2 separate regions of the Pan paniscus genome follow, and region 1 is linked to region 2. Evidence: chromatin contacts called from public Hi-C data. All regions are on one chromosome and are shown on one strand. Each heading gives the region's core, a stretch centred on a gene start, on an enhancer-like site or on the middle of the called end of the contact. The rest is flanking DNA. Distances are from core to core; before and after follow the strand shown.

Region 1 (4,740 bases), core at 354-2,853, 200 kb after region 2:
CGTTGCAAAAAGCAAAGGAATTTGCCCTTAATATTCATAGGCTGCACTAATGCTCCCTTTTTGGAACACACAACAAAAAGCATAAGGCAATCTCAATCTCTTTCCTCTGAACCATTCAAGAACTCAGCGGATTTGGGGAATTGGGTTTGCTTCTCTACAATGTTTTTTAAAATCCTAAATTAGGTGTAACTTACTCTCATCGTTTGTCTTAAGTAATACAAAACAGCACAATACAAAGACAGCAGCTCATATCCACTCTTGGTTATAGGATGTTATAAATCCCTGAAAGGAACCGCTAAAGTAAAACAAAACCCAGCAAGTTAATATCACATTTTTATCGCCAACCAAAAACAAACGATCAAACTTCCACCAGGAAAAGCATCTTTTTATATGGGATAATGCTTGCATACACGTCACCAATATTAGTTTGCTTACAGTTAAAGCTCAGAGACAGAGTTTCATATGGCTTTTTTAGTCAAACTCATCCATTGAAACAATTTTTTTTAAAAAAATGCAAATGTCTGAATGTCAATATTCTTTCCTGTCTATCTTCCATGAAGCATTTTTCCATGCTAACACTAGAGCATCCTTCGGTGTAATTCCACAGGCAGATTCAAATTCCCTTCAATACCATAAATAAGCCCTATTAAAAAGCCTTTAAACCACAAAAAAAGTGCAACAGCGGTTTGCAACTGTGTGGTTAGTTCTGCCTGTTGGTAGCGATTAGAACAAGCTATGAGTCGAGGGTGCTCAGAACCGAGTAAAAGGGACCCCGGCCGCTTTCTCCCCAAGAGGCAACAGTAAAAGCATCCTCCTCTCGCCCCAGTACTTCGCAGGAAAGTGGCCCCATTCCCGGGACGCAGTCGACCGCAGGAAAAAAGCACGGCCAGCCTCACTTACCTTATAGACGTCCCCGTAGGTGCCGCTGCCGACCCTCTGGACGAGCTCGTAGTCCTGCTGCGGGTTCCGCCTCAGGATGTCCGCGGCAGGCCGCAGCGGGGCCTCCATCTTCACTTAGGGCCCGGCCCCCGCCAGCTCACCCCGCGGCTCCCGGATTCCCGCTAACAAGCACGAACGGCGCCGCTTCCCAACATGGAGCCTCCGCCCGCAGCTCCGTCTGCACGAGGGACGAGCAAAGGCTGGTTGGCGTCGCAGGCTACGACCCCCAGCGGCCCGCGCCCTCGCGGCCCGGCCCCTTCCCTTCCGTCCCGCCAGGGGCCGTGGAAGAGAAAGGGGCCTGGAAGGGCCCCCGGCGCCCCGTATCCCCGTTCGGTCTGCGGCCCTTCCCCCTCCCCGGCCGCCCGCGAACTGCCCGACGAGGCCTCCCCGCCAGCCGGGGCCCAGGGCCGGCTCGGTACCTAATGGGGGCGGCCCCGTCTTTGTTGAGCGCGGAGCCCGGGACCTACTTCCTAGACCGCACCCGCGTCCTCCTCCCCCGCGCCGGCCGGCAGCTCCGGGTTTGCCGTCGCCGCCGCCGCCACTCAGCCGCTGCACGGCGCGTCCTCTCGGGGGCGGCGGAGGCGCGTACAGTCGCCGCCGCCGCCGCCGCCGCCGCACCACGTTCCCCACCCGGGGCTGCGTCACCGGGAGACACGTTCCCAGCCAGCATGGGTCGGCGCCCAGCGGCCCGCCCGAGCACTCCGGCCGCAGAACCAGAGTGCCGCCCTGAGGCCTGCTGAGAACACAACACCCTCCCGACCGCGCCACCGCGCCCCCCTAGCCGGGCGCGTCCTTGCAGGGCCTGGGCTGTCTCCCTCCCACTCTCAGAAATAAGGCACACCCCTGGGCATTCGTGGGCCAACGGGCCTTGGCTAAACCGTCCCCACATTTGTCAGGTAGGCCTGTAGGGTGACGGGTAGAGGAAGAAGGGCGATGGGAACGTAGCCCTCCAAGTTAAACACGGAAAAGGTACGTTAAGGGCACCGGGCCAGAAGTAACCTGGCAGCGGGGCGCCGGGGAAGGAGGTGGGGGAGTGCCAGGTTAACTAAGTCCCGGCACACCCTACTGCACCTTCCTGTTTTGCAAACCATTCCCGGTGGTACCAGTTTGAGGCTGCACTGCACACCTGCACAACCTGCCTTCTACTTAGTTCTTCTGAGACAATTCTGAAAGTCTGAATTCCTAGGACTGCTCAATGACCTTTGTCCCTGTTGGGCACACGCAGTGTCTCATCGCTGGTATTGCACCTTTAATGAGATCAGGAGTTCCGCAAAAGTAAAACAAAGGGGTCACAGACTGGTTCTGGTTCTACCACTTCCTCAGTATGTGCTCTGGGACAAAACAGCATATTTGGCAACATCTCGGTGTCCTTATCTGCAGCTTGAAGAGGGTAAGATTTTGCATCTGACACCCAGGAAAGTGTTTATAAAGCGTTTTACAGGATTGTAAAGGGGGTTATCGAATATAAGAGGTCTTAAAATACTTAACAATGCACAGCATATATGGAACAGGAGTTCGGGGAAGTAATTTGGCTGATATTTCACAAGCTGTTTTGCAGTTTCAGTTCCAGTCTTGCTCTGAAGGTAGAAATTAAGTTGCCAGTGTTACATTATACTGGCTAAGTTATTTCTAGAGCCTCATAGAGAATTTGAACAGAAAAGCCAGATAACACTCAGCCACTGCATTTAGTGACTGAAACATCATAAAAGAGCAAGTTGGAGATGTTGGCATGTGGCTTTGAACACCCAATTTTTAATTCTGTTCTTGAGAATTAAAATACTCCTTATTGTTGATAATTGTATAATGTATAATAAGGAGTAATTGACAATACTCTTTATTGTTGATAATTGTATAATGTAGAAATTAAATTCGCACCTTAACAGGACAGGGCATATATGTATTTTCTTGTGCTCCACACACAAAGGGCACTTATTTGGGGAACATAAGTAAGCCCAGACTTACATGCTCCATGGACAAAGCCTATGTGTTTGCTGCATTGAAAAAATTGTTGAAGAACAGTTCCTTCTTTCAAAGATTCTTGGCACTTGTTTTGGTGGGCACATACTTTTGGCTTCGATGACTCAAAATCTCTTCAAATGTTCTATTGGTATCTTAGCACTTGTTTACTGTCATAGATTCATTTGAGATTTTTTTCCTCTGGCCATATAAGCACTGATCCTTGATCTAGTCTGAAATATATTTATTCTTACATGTTTACACTTGTGTTACTCCAGGGAATTTCAGGCAGCACACAGAAAACACTTACTATAAAACAAGATAAAAATAAGTGGGCAAACTAGTATGAAGTTAAAGAGAAGGAAAATACGAAACCAGAACAGTGTGACAACTCGGCCAACCAGAGGATTTTATAGTGTTTTTGAGATCAAGAGTAACCAATTGATCAAGAAGAGGCATATATTTTCCTAATGCAAAGACTTCCAAAAATTTTATTTAATGAGCCTTCTTCATAAAGTAGAAACTGAATGCCCAGTTTGAGACGAGGACAAATATCCTGACAATCCTTTAAGCATGTTATTCTTGAAATACAGCATTTAAAATGAATTAGGCAGTGAAATGTTTGAGGTCATAGGCTTCAACAAGACCCTGGAGTGCAGATATTTTATGTTGCCAGTAATGGCAGATCCATATGCTTTGACCATCAACCTAGAGGCAGATAGCATGGAAAAAGTCAAGACTCTATGTGGTGGTTAAAAAGTCAAGACTCTGTATATCTGCTATAATCATTATTTTACTTGTACTGCAATTCATGCAAAGAGGAAAACATTTGTTTTATACTAACTCCAAAAGAATCTTAAGGATTTTTAAAATACTGGTTGAGTTAATTTTAACAAGATCAGTGAAGTGGGTTGCTTTGTAAAGAAATGCAAATTCAATTTACTTAAATACACACTGAGTAAATTTAATTTTACATCCTAGACAATTAAGCAAACAATTTCAAGGTTGAAGTTTATGTAATAATATGTTAGTTATGTCATGGTAACTGACCAGAGAGTTTCTTACAAACCACCCAATTTCATATGACAAGGTATGGAATAAGAATAAATATGGCTTGATAGGTCCTTAATTCCAACCTAATTGTCATGCATTCTTAGTATCTTCATGCTGACACATAAATATTTTTCAGCTTTTACCCTTATCATTATAATATACGATAATGGTTTGCCACATGCTTTGTAATGTACTTCCCTTCTTTGAAAGTTCTTCAGTAAAATGCTGACTGTAATCTGTGGCCTCTAATTTCAGCTCTAACTTTAGCCAAGGCTGAATAAAAAAGAATTGGGAGACATAAAATGCTTTATCTTATATAAAGCTAAGGTTCACAATTTATTATCCAAGACAAAATGGCTAATTAAACCTTCAAGTGTGAAAGGACAGAGCATAAGGACAATAACTTTAGTCTATTGAACATACAGATTTAAGCAATCTGGTAATCTCCTGATTAATCTGCCAACATAAACTAATTTCAACATGTAACTCTGTGATTCAGTTGACTGCTCTATAGATCTGTTAAACAGAAATCAATTAAATGTTGGAAGACATTGCCACAATTATGATTTGGATTTTTAAATAATTATTATTAAACTATTGTTTTACTAATTAGGGCCACTTGTCTTTTGAGGCATAAACCATGTTTTCCAAATATAGGGCAATTTTTATATAATTTGTTCTGGATGGCAATAGAACATGTATCTCATTCAGGATTAGTATCAGGTCATTAGGATGAGAGTTTTAAAAAGGAGAGGTGAGGAAGGCAGTCAATATCCCTTTCATCCAGTTTGA
Region 2 (4,366 bases), core at 1,744-4,243:
ATGAAACTCTTCAGTTGCAATAAGAAGGGGGAAAAGGCAGGAAAACACACCAGTCATGATTTTAGTTCCTTCCAGTCATTCCTAAATGGCACTCACATATTAAATAAACAGTTTCTAAAAGTAGTAATGAAAAATTATTTTCTCCACCTTATTCTGTTCTTGAAGGAATTGGTACTCTGCCCTGGGAGAGTAAGATATAATTTTAGAGTTTACCTCAGTGGCCAAATGGGGTAATCCATTTAGCCAGTTTGGTCCCTTGCATGTACTTTGTAAAAACTAGTGTTTTTATTTTAAAAATGATATTTACACATGATAACAAATACAGTTCATACAGCATACAGCAAAGTCTCCACCACTGTAGGTGTTTCCTTCATCCTTCTAAAATCAGCTACTTTTTTTTTTTTTTTTTTTTTTGGTGTATCCCTCCAGAAATAGTTGATGCATTATAAGTATATATGATCATGTATATAAGGAGAGGCATAATGTACATGCCTTTATATTACATCATTCTTAACTATTTTTGTTGCAACTAAGTAGGCCATGGAGCTCATTCTTGGATAGATTAAATTTCACAACTACATACTCCAAGGAATTGACTCAATTTTTGTTGGTTATATCAGAGGTGTTGAAACCACAGCAACTCCATCTTGAATAGGGGCTGGGTAAAATAAGGCTGAGACCTACTGGGCTGCATTCCCAGGAGGTTTGGCATTGTTACTCACAGGATGAGATAGCAGGTCGGCACAAAATATAGGTCACAATGACCTGATGATAAAACAGGATGCAGTAAAGAAGCCGGCCAAAAACCAAGATGGCGATGAAAGTGATGTCTGGTTGTCCTCACTCCTCGTTATACACTAATTATAATGTGTTAGCATGCTAAAAGACACTTTCACCAGCACCATGACAGTCTACAAATACCCATAGCAATGCCCAGAAGTTACCCTAAATAGTCTAAAAAGGGGAGGAACCCTCAGTTCCAGAAAATCCCTGCCCTCTCCTGGAAAACTCATAAATAATCCACCCCTTGTTTAGCATATAATCAAGAAATAACTGTAAGTATACTCAGTTGAGCAGCCCACAGCACTGCTGCCTATAGAGTAGCCATTCTTTTATTCCTTTACTTTGTTAATAAATTTGCTTCCACTTTACTCTGTGGACACGCCCTGAATTCTTTCTTGCATGAGGTCCAAGAACCTTCTTTTGGGGTCTGGATTGGGACCCCTTTCAGGTAACAGTTACATTATCATTTATATTAACTCATTATTTAATACATCAGTAAATAAATAATTTTTAAACCATGTGGGACATTGACTGTAACTTGCAAACATTTTAGTTGATACCATACCTCGTTTTACATAAGAGCTATATTTCTAAAAATATATATATATAAATATATATATCAAGTTTTTAAATGTACTTCAAATGTACCAGGGAGTTAGCTATTTAAAAGGATCCTGCAGCTAAGGATTTTCTGAAGAAAAAGTTCTCTTTGTAAAACAATCACCACCCCCCTGAAATTTCTGTTTTGTGTAAATTTAGACTTCAAATATAATGTTAGGTTTATTTAAAGTGGAAAATACTTGCAAATGTTTTCACTTAATAGAATGTGATCCATTTTAAAAAATTGAAAATATACTTTTCCAAGGAGAATTTTTTTTTTTTTTTTTGAGACGGAGTCTTGCTCTGTCACCCAAGCTGGAGTGCAGTCGTGCAATCTCAACTCACTGCAACCTCCGCCTCCCAGGCTCAAGCAATTCTCCCGCCTCACCCTCCTGAGTAGTCGGGATTACAGGCGAGCGCCACCACGCCTGACTAATTTTTTTTATTTTTAGTAGAGACGGTTTCACCATGTTGACCAGGCTGGTTTTGAACTGACCTCAAGTGATCCGCCTGCCTTGGCCTCCCAAAGTGCTAGGATTACAGGTGTGAGCCACTGCCCAGCCAGGAGAAGAATTCTAAAAGGAACACTTTTCATTGCATGGATTGACATAAGTAATTCAGATTCCCCAGTGATGACAACTGCTGTGTGCTTCCTGGTCTGTTGGAAGCCATGATTTTTACCTTTAGGAGCCCCAGGGCAGGATAAGAGATGTTTGGGAATTTTAATTCAAGTGGTTCCTGTTGAAAAGAAAAGAGGTTTTTAATTTACAGCATGTATTCAAATTAAGGTTACCTCAAATTAAATCTTTTGATAGAAACATTTTCCTGGCACCTTCCTCACGTCCTCCACCCTTTGCCCACCCAACCTCCTGCCCAAAACAGTCTCCCTTTGCCTTTTTCACAAGCTTTCTCTCCCCACCTCCAAATTGCTTTTCCAAATTTGCTTCCTAACTACTCCCTTAACTTCCTGCTCTGATACCAATGGAGATAGCAAATTATAAATAAAAATACTAATGAAAAAAAACTTTTCTGAGCAGTTTTTTTTTTGAGGGGGTGGGGGGCTCAATTTATATAACTTGCCTTTCCTGAGAATAATTTTTGGCATTTATAGTGTGATTTATAAAAAGGTAGCTGGCTGGGTGCGGTGGCTCATGCCTATAATCCACTCAGGCCAAGTCTGATGGCTTGAGCCCAGGAATTTGAGACCAGCCTGGGCAACATGATGAAACCCTGTCTCTCTAAAAAAAATACCAAAAAACTAGCCGGGGGTGGTGGTGTGCGCCTCTAGTACTAGCTACTTGGGAGGCTAAGGCGGGAGGATGGCGTGGGTTTGGGAGATTGAGGCTGCAGTAAGCCATAAATGTGCCACTGCACTCCAGCATGGGCGACAGAGCAAGACCCTGTCTCAAAAAAAAAAAAAAAAAAAAAAAAAAAAAAGCAGCTCTAATTCTAATTATATAAAGGGAGCTGCAAAATAGATGTTTTTCCCCTACCTAGGTGAACAGATGCTTCTTGATTTTCTGGAATAAACACTGTTGTCTCCTCCCACTAGGGCCTGCTGCTTCCCTTCTCAGCCTGCTGTTTAAACAGTCTCCTGTGGGGCATTCGTCAATCTCCTTTTGGCCGTATAAGGCGATTTTGCGCCAGTCACATGCTGGAGACAATCAGGAATAACACTATAAATGGGAGGAATGCCGAATGTCAGGCAGACAAACAGGCCAGTTAAAGAGACATACCACTGACAAAGGCTAATTGAGCAGAGAGGCTGAGAAAATAAGAGCCAGCCAAGCTGAGCAAAATAAGTGACTGCAGTGCATTGTGTGTATAAAAGTGGCAGTGTGTGAGCTGCCGACTGGAGTGACTGGCCAGGCTCATCTAATCAAACAGTCCTGGTGCTGCGGCCAACTTTCACAGTACAGTATTATTTTGGACAGGCAACCAGCTCCCAATAACCAATTCTGGATTGTACACATACTAATCATTGATAAGAGTAGGAGAGAAGAGCCTCTGTTTCAGAGTTCCCTATGTCAACAGGAGAAAAAAAAATCCTAAAGTAGGTTTGTATTGGCCCTTGACAGTAGCCCCTGTTGCACCCTCATACTTCCACTCATGCTCCATAGCTTAAATATTTCTCTTGTTCTTTCTGTCGGTTGAATCTGAGCATCACTGGGGTTTGACGTGCCATTGCTATATCATCGAGCTCTGCTGTCTCAGCAACAATGTCTGGATGAGGCCAACTGGTTGCCTGTGATACGCTGGAGCCCATCCTGTGAGCGTTTCACAGCCCCAGAAGCAAGCAGGCCTCCCTCTGTCAGGGTTACTGACAGGCAGAGGGACTGGGGCACAGATGTTCAACCAGTGCAGCCCCCGCACTGCCTGTTCCTGTGTTTCTGTCAACAGGAAATCTGCAGGACAATCTCTGGGAAACCATGGGAAGCTTCTTACATTTATGAAACCTGGGTTATTTCTGAGGCTTCACCAACAGACAAGTGAACAGGAAATCACTAGGGATATTTAGTGCACAACTGGGAATGTCCAGATCACAAGGAAGCCAGATGGGTCACCTCCCATATGTCAGGTGTCATTCCTGCCCCTCTGTCCCAGCAAGACCCACTTTGAATGCTAGTGCTACAGGAGGAAGAGGCAGTGGAGAAGCAGAAACCTTCATTGTGGGACAAGCCAAGAGGTTAGGGAACAAACAAAACACAAGTGGTAGAGACAGAACTTCCATCTGAAAACTGAAGGGTTTAGTGAGCAACTGGAGGGTTAGTTTCATTTTTAAGATACCTTCCTCAGTAGAAACTCAAGATTTCACAGACCTTAATTATGCTCTGAAATGTTTTTGATTACAATACAGGCTCATTAGAAGACATTCAAAAATATAAAAAATCATAAAGTTACCCCAAAATCCCACCCAAAAGAGATATCCACTCTTAGTATTTTGATATATATCCTTGCAGCCATTTATTTCACAAATGTAAAA

Evidence for each region. Hi-C and Micro-C count contacts between places; a contact is called where the count stands out from the background.
Region 1: a contact with region 2 is called in a Hi-C map of fibroblasts, with 5 times the contacts expected there. The contact joins the promoter of MAP4K5 here to the enhancer-like site in region 2. A contact is called at or near these places in 2 of 3 Hi-C or Micro-C datasets (fibroblasts and induced pluripotent stem cells).

Annotation. Positions count from the first base shown.
Region 1 is chr15:51,670,059-51,674,798 of NHGRI_mPanPan1-v2.0_pri, forward strand. MAP4K5 (mitogen-activated protein kinase kinase kinase kinase 5) reads right to left here and starts at 1,604. Exons shown (of 32, transcript XM_055097565.2): 1 at 1,407-1,604; 2 at 901-1,117. The coding sequence starts at 1,008. It overlaps ATL1 (atlastin GTPase 1), which reads left to right and starts at 1,508. Exons shown (of 15, transcript XM_034937522.2): 1 at 1,508-1,835.
Region 2 is chr15:51,471,813-51,476,178 of NHGRI_mPanPan1-v2.0_pri, forward strand. It overlaps CDKL1 (cyclin dependent kinase like 1), which reads right to left. Exons shown (of 9, transcript XM_034937526.3): 7 at 2,065-2,121. Among named protein-coding and RNA genes, the nearest start is that of DMAC2L, 23 kb to the left of the region's middle. Within about 2 kb of position 2,994, at least 1 of the 2 cell types and tissues checked has open chromatin away from gene starts, as enhancers often do.